Regions from separate parts of the Mus musculus genome. Here all the other regions are linked to region 3. A link is a contact called in public promoter capture Hi-C data. All regions are on one chromosome and are shown on one strand. The core of a region is the stretch at or near the end of the contact, and the rest is flanking DNA. Distances in the headings are between cores, read along the strand shown.

The links. Promoter capture Hi-C pulls out the DNA fragments that hold promoters and counts their contacts.
Region 1: a promoter capture Hi-C map of liver shows a contact between it and region 3, with 5 times the contacts expected there. The contact joins the enhancer-like site here to the promoter of Cdkn3 in region 3. A contact is called at or near these places in 4 of 39 promoter capture datasets (the 3T3-L1 cell line, hippocampal neurons, liver and 1 more), 2 of 115 datasets of contacts at active chromatin or transcription factors (astrocytes and embryonic limb bud) and 3 of 9 other capture datasets (adipose tissue, embryonic stem cells and pancreatic islet).
Region 2: a contact with region 3 is called in a promoter capture Hi-C map of embryonic stem cells, with 4 times the contacts expected there. The contact joins the promoter of Ddhd1 here to the promoter of Cdkn3 in region 3. A contact is called at or near these places in 12 of 39 promoter capture datasets (the 3T3-L1 cell line, 3T3-L1-derived adipocytes, the C10 cell line and 7 more), 5 of 484 Hi-C or Micro-C datasets (CD4 T cells, Th1 cells, erythroblasts and 2 more), 5 of 115 datasets of contacts at active chromatin or transcription factors (the 230-238 cell line, astrocytes, embryonic stem cells and 2 more) and 2 of 9 other capture datasets (adipose tissue and liver).

What each region holds. Positions count from the first base shown.
Region 1 is chr14:45,706,283-45,709,131 of GRCm38.p6, reverse strand. No RefSeq gene overlaps it. Among named protein-coding and RNA genes, the nearest start is that of A530076I17Rik, 39 kb to the right of the region's middle. Within about 2 kb of position 1,516, at least 13 of the 459 cell types and tissues checked have an H3K27ac peak or open chromatin away from gene starts, as enhancers often do. A contact at or near this core is called in liver, where this site is marked.
Region 2 is chr14:45,656,722-45,659,706 of GRCm38.p6, reverse strand. Ddhd1 (DDHD domain containing 1) reads left to right here and starts at 1,564. Exons shown (of 14, transcript NM_001042719.2): 1 at 1,564-2,485. The coding sequence starts at 1,696. It overlaps Mir5131 (microRNA 5131), which reads left to right and starts at 1,654; the gene lies at 1,654-1,746.
Region 3 is chr14:46,759,071-46,761,918 of GRCm38.p6, reverse strand. Cdkn3 (cyclin-dependent kinase inhibitor 3) reads right to left here and starts at 1,378. Exons shown (of 8, transcript NM_001360041.1): 1 at 1,271-1,378. The coding sequence starts at 1,279.

The sequences.
Region 1 (2,849 bases), core at 267-2,766, 1.1 Mb after region 3:
GCGGACCACTCCAGAAAAATTAGAAACACATGACATGTGGTAGAAGTAAAACCCAGGAATCTTCTAATTACTTCTTACTACTAGTTTGGGGAAGTTTTAAACCAGTTTATACTCTCTCAAAAACAAGACACAAATCACCTTTGAACAACTCAGGTCCAACCTCAAAGCACACCAAGCAACTACACCTTTTGTTTGGAAACCATGTGCCTTTCTCACATGAAGCAATAAATGGATAGGGTGTTTGCCTTCTAGAATTCACCTTTAGAAAATGACAAAGGGACAGTCATCTGTGCACTTCATGAGAACAGAGCCACAAGTCCTGGCTGATACTCATGAGCTGTAAGAGAGAGTCTCGATAAGGCCCTAGAGCCTAACCAGTGAGGGGTATTATTGATTTTTCTCAGAAGGCAAATAAGAATCGACTATCTTGAATCTAAATGGGATGCTAACAAAAGAAGCACACAGATCTATAATTATAAAATAATATACATACTGTCATTTATCTTCAGATTATGTAGCAATCAATAAGTAATAAAATCTTAGTGGTACCAAAGATGAAATTGAGTTTGAATTTGCTACCAGTGGCCATAAATACAACTATATTGCCTGCCCCATGCTAGAAAGAATAAACAAACTCTAATGAATAGGGTCAACTAATGGGAGGTGGTTATTAAAGTAATATTGCTGCCTGCACTGTAGATCAACTTACTGGATCAATCTAACATCTCCAAGAAGGAAGAGTTGTAGCTAAAGAGTAACAGAATAAATAAAGGGCTATACAATGAGGAAAATTCAATATTACATTAATACTTTGAAAGAAGCTCAGAGCAAGCCACAATATTGTGTCGTAGCTCACTTCCATCAGATGCCTAAGGGGAGAAGCCACAAAATGCTTAGCTCATTCCTGCTTTTGAAACCTGATCTGCCTGAATGGAAGCTTGAGAACTTTAGATGCCTTGCTCTGGGATACATTTTGTTCATGTGATGCTGGATTGGTTACTAATGTCTGAATGGAACTCTAATAACGAGCCAGTACTGTTTGACTTTTGTTTTTCACGTTATACACCCTATATCAGGATATCAGGATATCAGTATAAATGATAAGGCGAGGGGAGATACTATAAGACCGATATTGATGGTCAAGTTATTGAGAAATTTAGCTCAAATTCTCCAGTGCCTTCTCTATACTGGCTGCCCCATATAAAAAGAATGGATGGTCTGTTGTATAATAGAGAGTGTCACTGGCCTTTATCTCTGGTTCCCAAAAGGTAATCAATCTAAATCTTAGAATTCCCTGAGTAAATGGGAATGTTTTATTGTTTGCAATTATTGATGAGCCTCTTAAATCACACTTGAGTTTATGGGAAGACCTGAGGTGACTCAGGATGAGAGCCAATCACTCACCAGAAAGATTAACCATGTGTTTAATAATTAGAAATTTGACCTGGCTTGATCCCTCTCATGTGGGTGAAAGGAGACCAAATCCAGTCCCATGGTCAATGAAAGAACCCTAGTAACAAGCTTTAGACATGAGAACTCTGAGACACGTCCTCGTCAGAGCTAGATGGCTGCTGGGAGGGTGACACTATCAATGTCACATGAAAGCATTTGGCTGTTCCTGGTTTGAGTCCTTCACAATAAAAGTGTAATTGTGAGTATAATATTGTTCTTAATTCTAAAGGGCATGAGCCACGCTTTAAAAAATTATCAAACATGAGGAGGTTGTGTCAACCCTTTGAATTTGTGCCCAGTTGGTCAGAAACATGTGACCTGGAAACATCACTGGCAGCTGGTGTCTAAAGCAGGGCAGTGTTGACAATTGCCCCTTTAACATGTGGCACCCAATGCCAAGTGAGTCACAATTTAATTGTATTGTAGCATAACAATTAGCATTAAGTTATAGTTTAAACAAGAACAGCTATTTTATTTATGGCCCTGGGATGCTGAAGAAATGTATAAAGAGCTCTGACTCTTGACAATTTTCAACTAAAAAGACAGGGCTTTTTACTGTTAATGCCACAAAATACAATGAGTCTTTATTAAGTTCCCCAACTTTTAAAACATTTTTTATCTTTTACTTTTTTATTGGACATTTTCTTAGTTTACATTTCAAATGTTTTGCCCTTTCCAAGTCTCCCCTTCAGAAACCCCCTATTCCATTCTTTCTCCCCCTGCCTCTATGAGGGTGCTCACCCACCCATCCACCCACTCCCTTCTTTCCGACCTGGCATTCCCCTACACTGACATGCCCAAGGGCCTTTTGTCCCACTGATGTTCAACAAGGTCATCCTCTATCACATATGTAGCTGGAGCCAAGGGTCGCTCCATGTGTACTCTTCAGCTGGTGGTCTAGTCCCCGGGAGCTCCAGGAGGTCTGGCTGGTTGACACTGCCAAACTTTTTATTATTAAAGTATCCTTTAGCTTCTGACTTTAGAGATGGTTGTATGAGTTTATCTGGATTGCAGATGGGTCAATTTTAACTATCATGACTTCAATCCTAATAACACTGCCTGTCAGTATAACTTATGTGTTGACACAACTGGAACTATTCAATTTGGGCTTGAATTGGACTGAAAGATACCTGCAAGTCAATGTTGGAATTATTTATGATTCATTACTAGTAAAGGGTGCCCTATATATTTCAAGAAAGAGAAAATACGCACTCTGGTAATTTTATTTGCATAACAAATCCTCTTGTGGGTGCAGTATGGCAGTAGCATAAACAAACATATTTGCGTGTTTCCACAAGATCAGAACCTATTGAATAATAAGTTCAGAGAGGTCAACAGCTGCAATGACATCAGTTTGTCATATAGTCCCACGTACCTTGGTAATCTGGCCAGGGCAA
Region 2 (2,985 bases), core at 315-2,814, 1.1 Mb after region 3:
GAGATGAGCCTGATTGAAATAATGACTTTGAAGGCTCTCTGACAGGTTACATCCTGAGAGCAAGACAACTTGCCCTACTGACCTGTTTCCACAAAGTAAACATTAACAGTGAAGACTGTCTGTTCTTGAAGTAAGAGCAAGATTGGAGATTGTTTTCTCAAGATAGGATGGGTTTATAAAATGAATTTTTTTTTCAATTTAAGAGAATGGTCTGAGGTGACAGAGTGCCTCAGCTATAAAACAGGATTTCTATGAAGTTACAGCTGACCTTGACCAAACTCATCAGTCAGCCACAGTCCAAATAATCTCTGCTGGGGCAGCCTGTTCCCCAAAATGAACTGCCTTTTAATAAAACAGATAATTCCAGGAAAGGTACATCATAGACCGACACATAGCTCTATGGCTGCAAGAATTTCATTTCCAAGCCACCCACTTGCCTCTATAAAGGGCCCCAGCTAGTTTACTCCCTTCTAAGACACCCATTTCCCTCCGGAGAGTGTCTTTCCTTCTTTGTTTGAAATAAACTGTCCATCTGTTGAGGTCAGACTCTGGTCTCTGTCTTCTCTTTACTCTGTCTTGGAAGTCTAACATAACAGAGCCTCCGTGTCTCCCTGAAACCAGGAAGTGAGTTACAGAATCAGAGTTATACTAAAAACAAAAACCAAACCAAACTTGGGAAGGCTTAAAAGCCATAGAATTACTAGAGACCGTCCGGTGCAACGATCTCCTACTTATAGCAAGGAATAAGACAAATAGATAAAGGAGATTAAGTGACTTGCCTGGAGGTGGCAAAGCTGAGTTTAGAACCTAGGTTTTTGTTTTTTTTTTTTTCCTCTTTCAGTCTAATAATCTACCACACAAGGCTGGCAAGACCAGTTAGTTATAACCAAGGTACATCGAATGCGCACAGACTGTGGGAAAAGACTAAGACATAGGGACTTGGTTTCCATCCAAGGCCTTACTGCACTACAGAAAGAACAGGAAGCATAAGGACAAGAGGGCAAGCAATCTAAAGAACTGGCACAGTGACTCTAGGACGCCAGTTTTGTAAGTGGGAGTGGTCGTGCCCAGGTGAGCAGCAGGCGTAGAGGTGGGGTGCCTTCTGTATGAATGGGCTGAAGGTTGGGAAAGGGCCAAACCAGGTGACCGAGCAGGTCTTTCGGATGCTGAAAGCAGGCCTAAAGCCAGGAACGTGAGCTAGCAACTTCCAGGGCCCCTCTGGGCATACAGCTGAATCACCCACGGGGCTCATGACCCGAAAGTGTAAAGATGAGTGGGCGAGAGCCTCACTGCGGCTGGCATCCAGGGGCGTGGAAGCGAGGGGGCGGAGCCACTGCGTCGAAAGTCGTGAGGCAGGGGCTCCACGGATGCCGAGACCGCCGCGACCCCGTCTGACCCCCGCTTCCAGGCGCGGAAGACTACGTACAGCCTAGCGCCAAACGGGAGCTCCAGCAGAGTCCTCGGGCCTTCCGGGGAGGCGCGCGCGGCTGGGGGCGGGGCCCCTGTGGCCCCGCCCACGCAGGGCTGCGTAACAATGGGGCGGGCCCCGGAACGGCGCTGCGGCGGCCGGGGGCCGGCGGGGAGGCGGAGTCGCCTCGGCCGCAGCTGCTGCCCTGCTCGGGATTTGAAAGATTATAAAGTCCGGGCCGAGAGGGCGGCGGCGTCGGATGCGCGTGTGGCGGAAGCGCCGGCGGCATGAACTACCCGGGCCGCGGCGCCCCACGGAGCCCCGAGCGTAACGGCCGCGGCGGCGGTGCCTGGGAGCTGGGCTCGGACGCGGCGGGCGTGTTCGGCGGCGGCGGCTGCTGCTTCGAGCACCAGCCGGGCGACAGCGTGCCGCTGTCGCTGCTGCGCGCCGAGCCGCTGCACCTGGCACCGGGCGCCGACGACCTGAGCCACCTGGCTCTGGACCCGTGCCTCAGCGACGAGACCTACGACTTCAGCTCGGCCGAGTCCGGCTCGTCGTTGCGCTACTACAGCGAGGGCGAGAGCGCGGGCGGCGGCAGCTCTTCTTCGCCTCCGCCGCCGCTCGTCGCCCAGAACTCGGGGGGCGGCGGGGCGGCGGGAGGGGGCCCCGGGGACAGGAAGCGCGCCCGGCCCGGCGGCGCAGCCGCCCGGCACCGCTACGAGGTGGTGACGGAGCTGGGCCCCGAGGAGGTGCGCTGGTTCTACAAGGAAGACAAGAAGACCTGGAAGCCCTTCATCGGCTACGACTCTCTGCGCATCGAGCTCGCCTTCCGGACCCTGCTGCAGACCACGGGCGCCCAGGCCCGGGCGGCGGGCCGCGATGGAGACCGGGTGTGTGGCCCAAGCTCCAGCTTCGGGGAGGAAGACGAGGAGGACAGCGCCTGCGGCTTCTGCCCGCGCGCGGCGGGGCCTGAGCCGGAGATGGAGGAGCTGGTGACCATCGAGCCGGTGTGCGTGCGCGGCGGCCTCTACGAGGTGGATGTCACTCAAGGAGAGTGCTACCCGGTGTACTGGAACCGTAAGTGGCTGGCCAGGGGCGGGCCAGGCTCGGCGCGCGCTGGACGGCGTTTGGGGGTTCGGTTGCCCCCGCGATGCCTGCCTCGGGTTAGGATGCAGGTTGCGCGGGGTGCCTCGGCAGGTGAAGGGTAAAAGAGCAGATGGCAGCGCCCAAGCTGCTAGCGGGGTCAGGAGGGGAGGATTCCGCCGGGGATTGTGCCTCCTGGGTGAGTAGAGTGCTGCTGCCATCCCCTGGAGGGTATCCAGGAACGGATCCCCAAGCCAGTAGCTTTAGTTTCTTGACCGTACCAGGGGCTTTGTCCACCTGGATATCTGATTCGGTCTCGTGTCTCCTGAAGCTCCTGTGATTTAAATAACATGTCCTGGAGTGAGTGGAAATGCTTGAGTGTTTTTATGAGAATCAACAGTTCAGCTTAAAACCTGAGAAGAGAAAAGCCCTGACGGGAAAGGAGAGTTACAATGTGTTATTCACAGTGGATGTGTTGGGCACAAGAGGAAAGA
Region 3 (2,848 bases), core at 129-2,628:
AAGAGCTAAGGCAGGTATGATGGTGCAAAGCTTTGATGTCAGCATTGGGGAGACTGAGGCACAAGTTCTAGAGCAGTGGTATACATGGCCAGGCTGGCTCAAAAGAAAACACAATATGGGTGGAAGGGTGGAGGATTGTGTATTCAGTAGAGATGACCCAGAAGAGACAAAGCCAGTGGACACTGCTCATCCCCTTTCTAAAACAAAAACAAAAACAAACAAACAAACAAACAAAAAACCCTTTCCACTCCCTAATTGGAACCATCTGAGATCAGACATTTGAACAACACGTGTATACAAAAATATTAGTTTTAAAGAATGTCAAAAGGAGAAAGTAGACTGCGGCTGTGTGATTCCCACATCCATCCAGATCTACCCCTTCCCAGGCAGCAGTGGACTACAGAGGACTCACTTGTGCTTGCCAGAGGAGGTAGATCTCAAGAGAGGAGGAAATAGCGAGCTCTACGTGTGTTCAGTTCCTCTATACCAGAGGTCAGATAGCTCACTCTTCCTCTGGCAACAATGCAGTCGGTAGGCAGCTGACACAGTGGACACAAGACTTGCAAGAGTAACCACCTGACTGCTTGGCTTTCAAGCTCTTCTAGAAAGGTCTTGCTGGAGGAACAGGTGATAACTGGCTGAAATTATAGATTGCGGTTTCTTTGGATTGCTCTTTGGTATAAAACACAACGGAACCCAAATGAAGCCTTTAAGTGGAGTGTCAGCTATGAGGTAGAAACGATATGTCAGGTGGGGCTTCCAAGTCATGGCTAAGACCCCTTTTCTTTCTCCTATAAAACCAGATTTTAAGCTTGTGTGACTTTTCACTCCACCCCTCTCAGCCTGCTGTGGATAAATGCTAACAGGCTTAGACGTCCCTGCCTTCCTCAGGCCCAGGGATTCTGACCTGCAGGAAACAAGACGCAGTGCCCTGAGCTTTCTGAGGGAGGGTGGCTATCGTGATGTCACTCACAAACGGGGTCGTTACAGCCTCTGCATCTGAGGCATCAAGCCACCCACAACCCCGGCCGTGACAGCCTCTGCATCTGAGCTGTCAAGCTGAATGGCTTGGCCCTCTCTGGCAGGGTCGTCGTGAGGCCCCTCAGGTGGGCAGCGAACCGCAGTGCCACAGATCTGCCACTCAGCCTCCCCGACGCGCAGGGCGGTTACTGTGCGAATCGCACCGCTGGCCGCCCAGCAACGCAGCCGAGGCGGTCCAGCGTCTGGCCCCGTGGCGAGGATCCTTCGGGTCCCGGACAGCCCCACTCACCGGCTTCATCGCGGGTCGCCACTCGCCGTAACCAGTGCCGCCGCCCTCGCAGCCTTTAGGACACCGCCCGCGAAGAGCCCGCCCCCGTCAGTCCATTGGTCCGCCCACGTAGGAGGTGGCGCGGGGCGTTCCAGAAACCAATCATATCCTCGCTCTGTTTCTTACTCCGGGGCCTTGCTCAGCCTCTGACTACTCATTGGTTCAGAGGAAGTCTTTGAAAGACGCGCGGAAGGAGGGCCCGGAAGAAAGGGGATTGGCTTGGAGGGCTCCGCCCCTCCGCCAGTTGAGGGCGTGGACGTGGCGAGAGGCGGAGCGAGGCGAAGTGGTTCCTCACAAGTCCAGCGCTTTGGAGACTTTCTGGACTTAATTTCTGAATGATACCAGGATAGGGAGCATTTTCTTTTAAATTGTTTTAACTTTCAGGGCGTGGTAATTGGTGGAGGAGAGCCTTGCATAGGAGGTGTCCCTGGGAAAACTGACATTGCTGTCATATCTAGTCATGTAGATACTTTGGAGAATACTAAATAAAGAGCATAGGCATACTTGACATTGGATGTTCTGTATGTTCTGGATGTTCCAGGATGTACATAAGTTAATGTGTAGATCAGTCTTCCTGTTCACCAAGTAGGAATGTGCTAATATTGTATGAAAAGGAGATAAAATGATATGGGGGTTGGGGGTGGGGTCGACCTTGTCAGGCTTAATCAGCGCCAATATAAGACTGTTCTGAGCCTGCTACATGGGCGCAAGGAACTGAACTAGGGTCCTCTCTGAGAGGACACGCTCTTTATTGGTGAATCTTCTCTCCATTAACTCCCCTGCCCCCCCCCCCCCACCTTCCATTTTCAGTCTTCATTTAGCTGGCTTTGGGAAAGAAAGTCACCTGGAGCAATAGTATCATGGAATTTGAGAAAAGCAGAAGTTTCCTCTTTTACCCTTATGTCAAAGTCAGTGGGCACAGGGCTAGTAGTTAGGGAAAGAAGACAGCACGATTTGACTTAGAAATAGCATTAGTCACGATCCTTCGGAGAAATAGAAGTTGTGTGTGTGTGTGTGTGTGTGTGTGTGTGTGTGTGTGTGTGTGTGTAAAAGAAATGACTTCGGAATGCTGGTGAGTTCAAAATCTAGTGAGAGGTTAGTGGCTGTTGACTCAGAAGATCAGATCAAAGTTCAAGTTCAAAGGCAGAGTGTTGTGGGGGCCAGGAAGAGTCTGTGCTGTAAATTAACTGTGAAAACCATAAGCTAAAGAATCCTCCTTGTGTTAAGAGAATCTTAGCTTTTGTAATATCCAGGCTTCCAACTTGGAAGACAATCTGCTTTACCCAAAGTCTACCAACTTAAATGTAAATTACATCCCCTAATATTCACAATAGTGTTTTTCTAAATATCTGAGCACCTGGCTTAGCCAGGTCAATGCATGTCTTAGTTAGGGTTTCTCTTGCTGCAACGAAACACCATGACCAAAAAGCAAGTGGGGGAAGAAAGGGTTAATTTAGCTTACACTTGCACATTGCTGTTCATTATTGAAGGAAGTCAAGATAGGAATTCACACAGGGCAGGAACTTGGAAGCAGGAGCT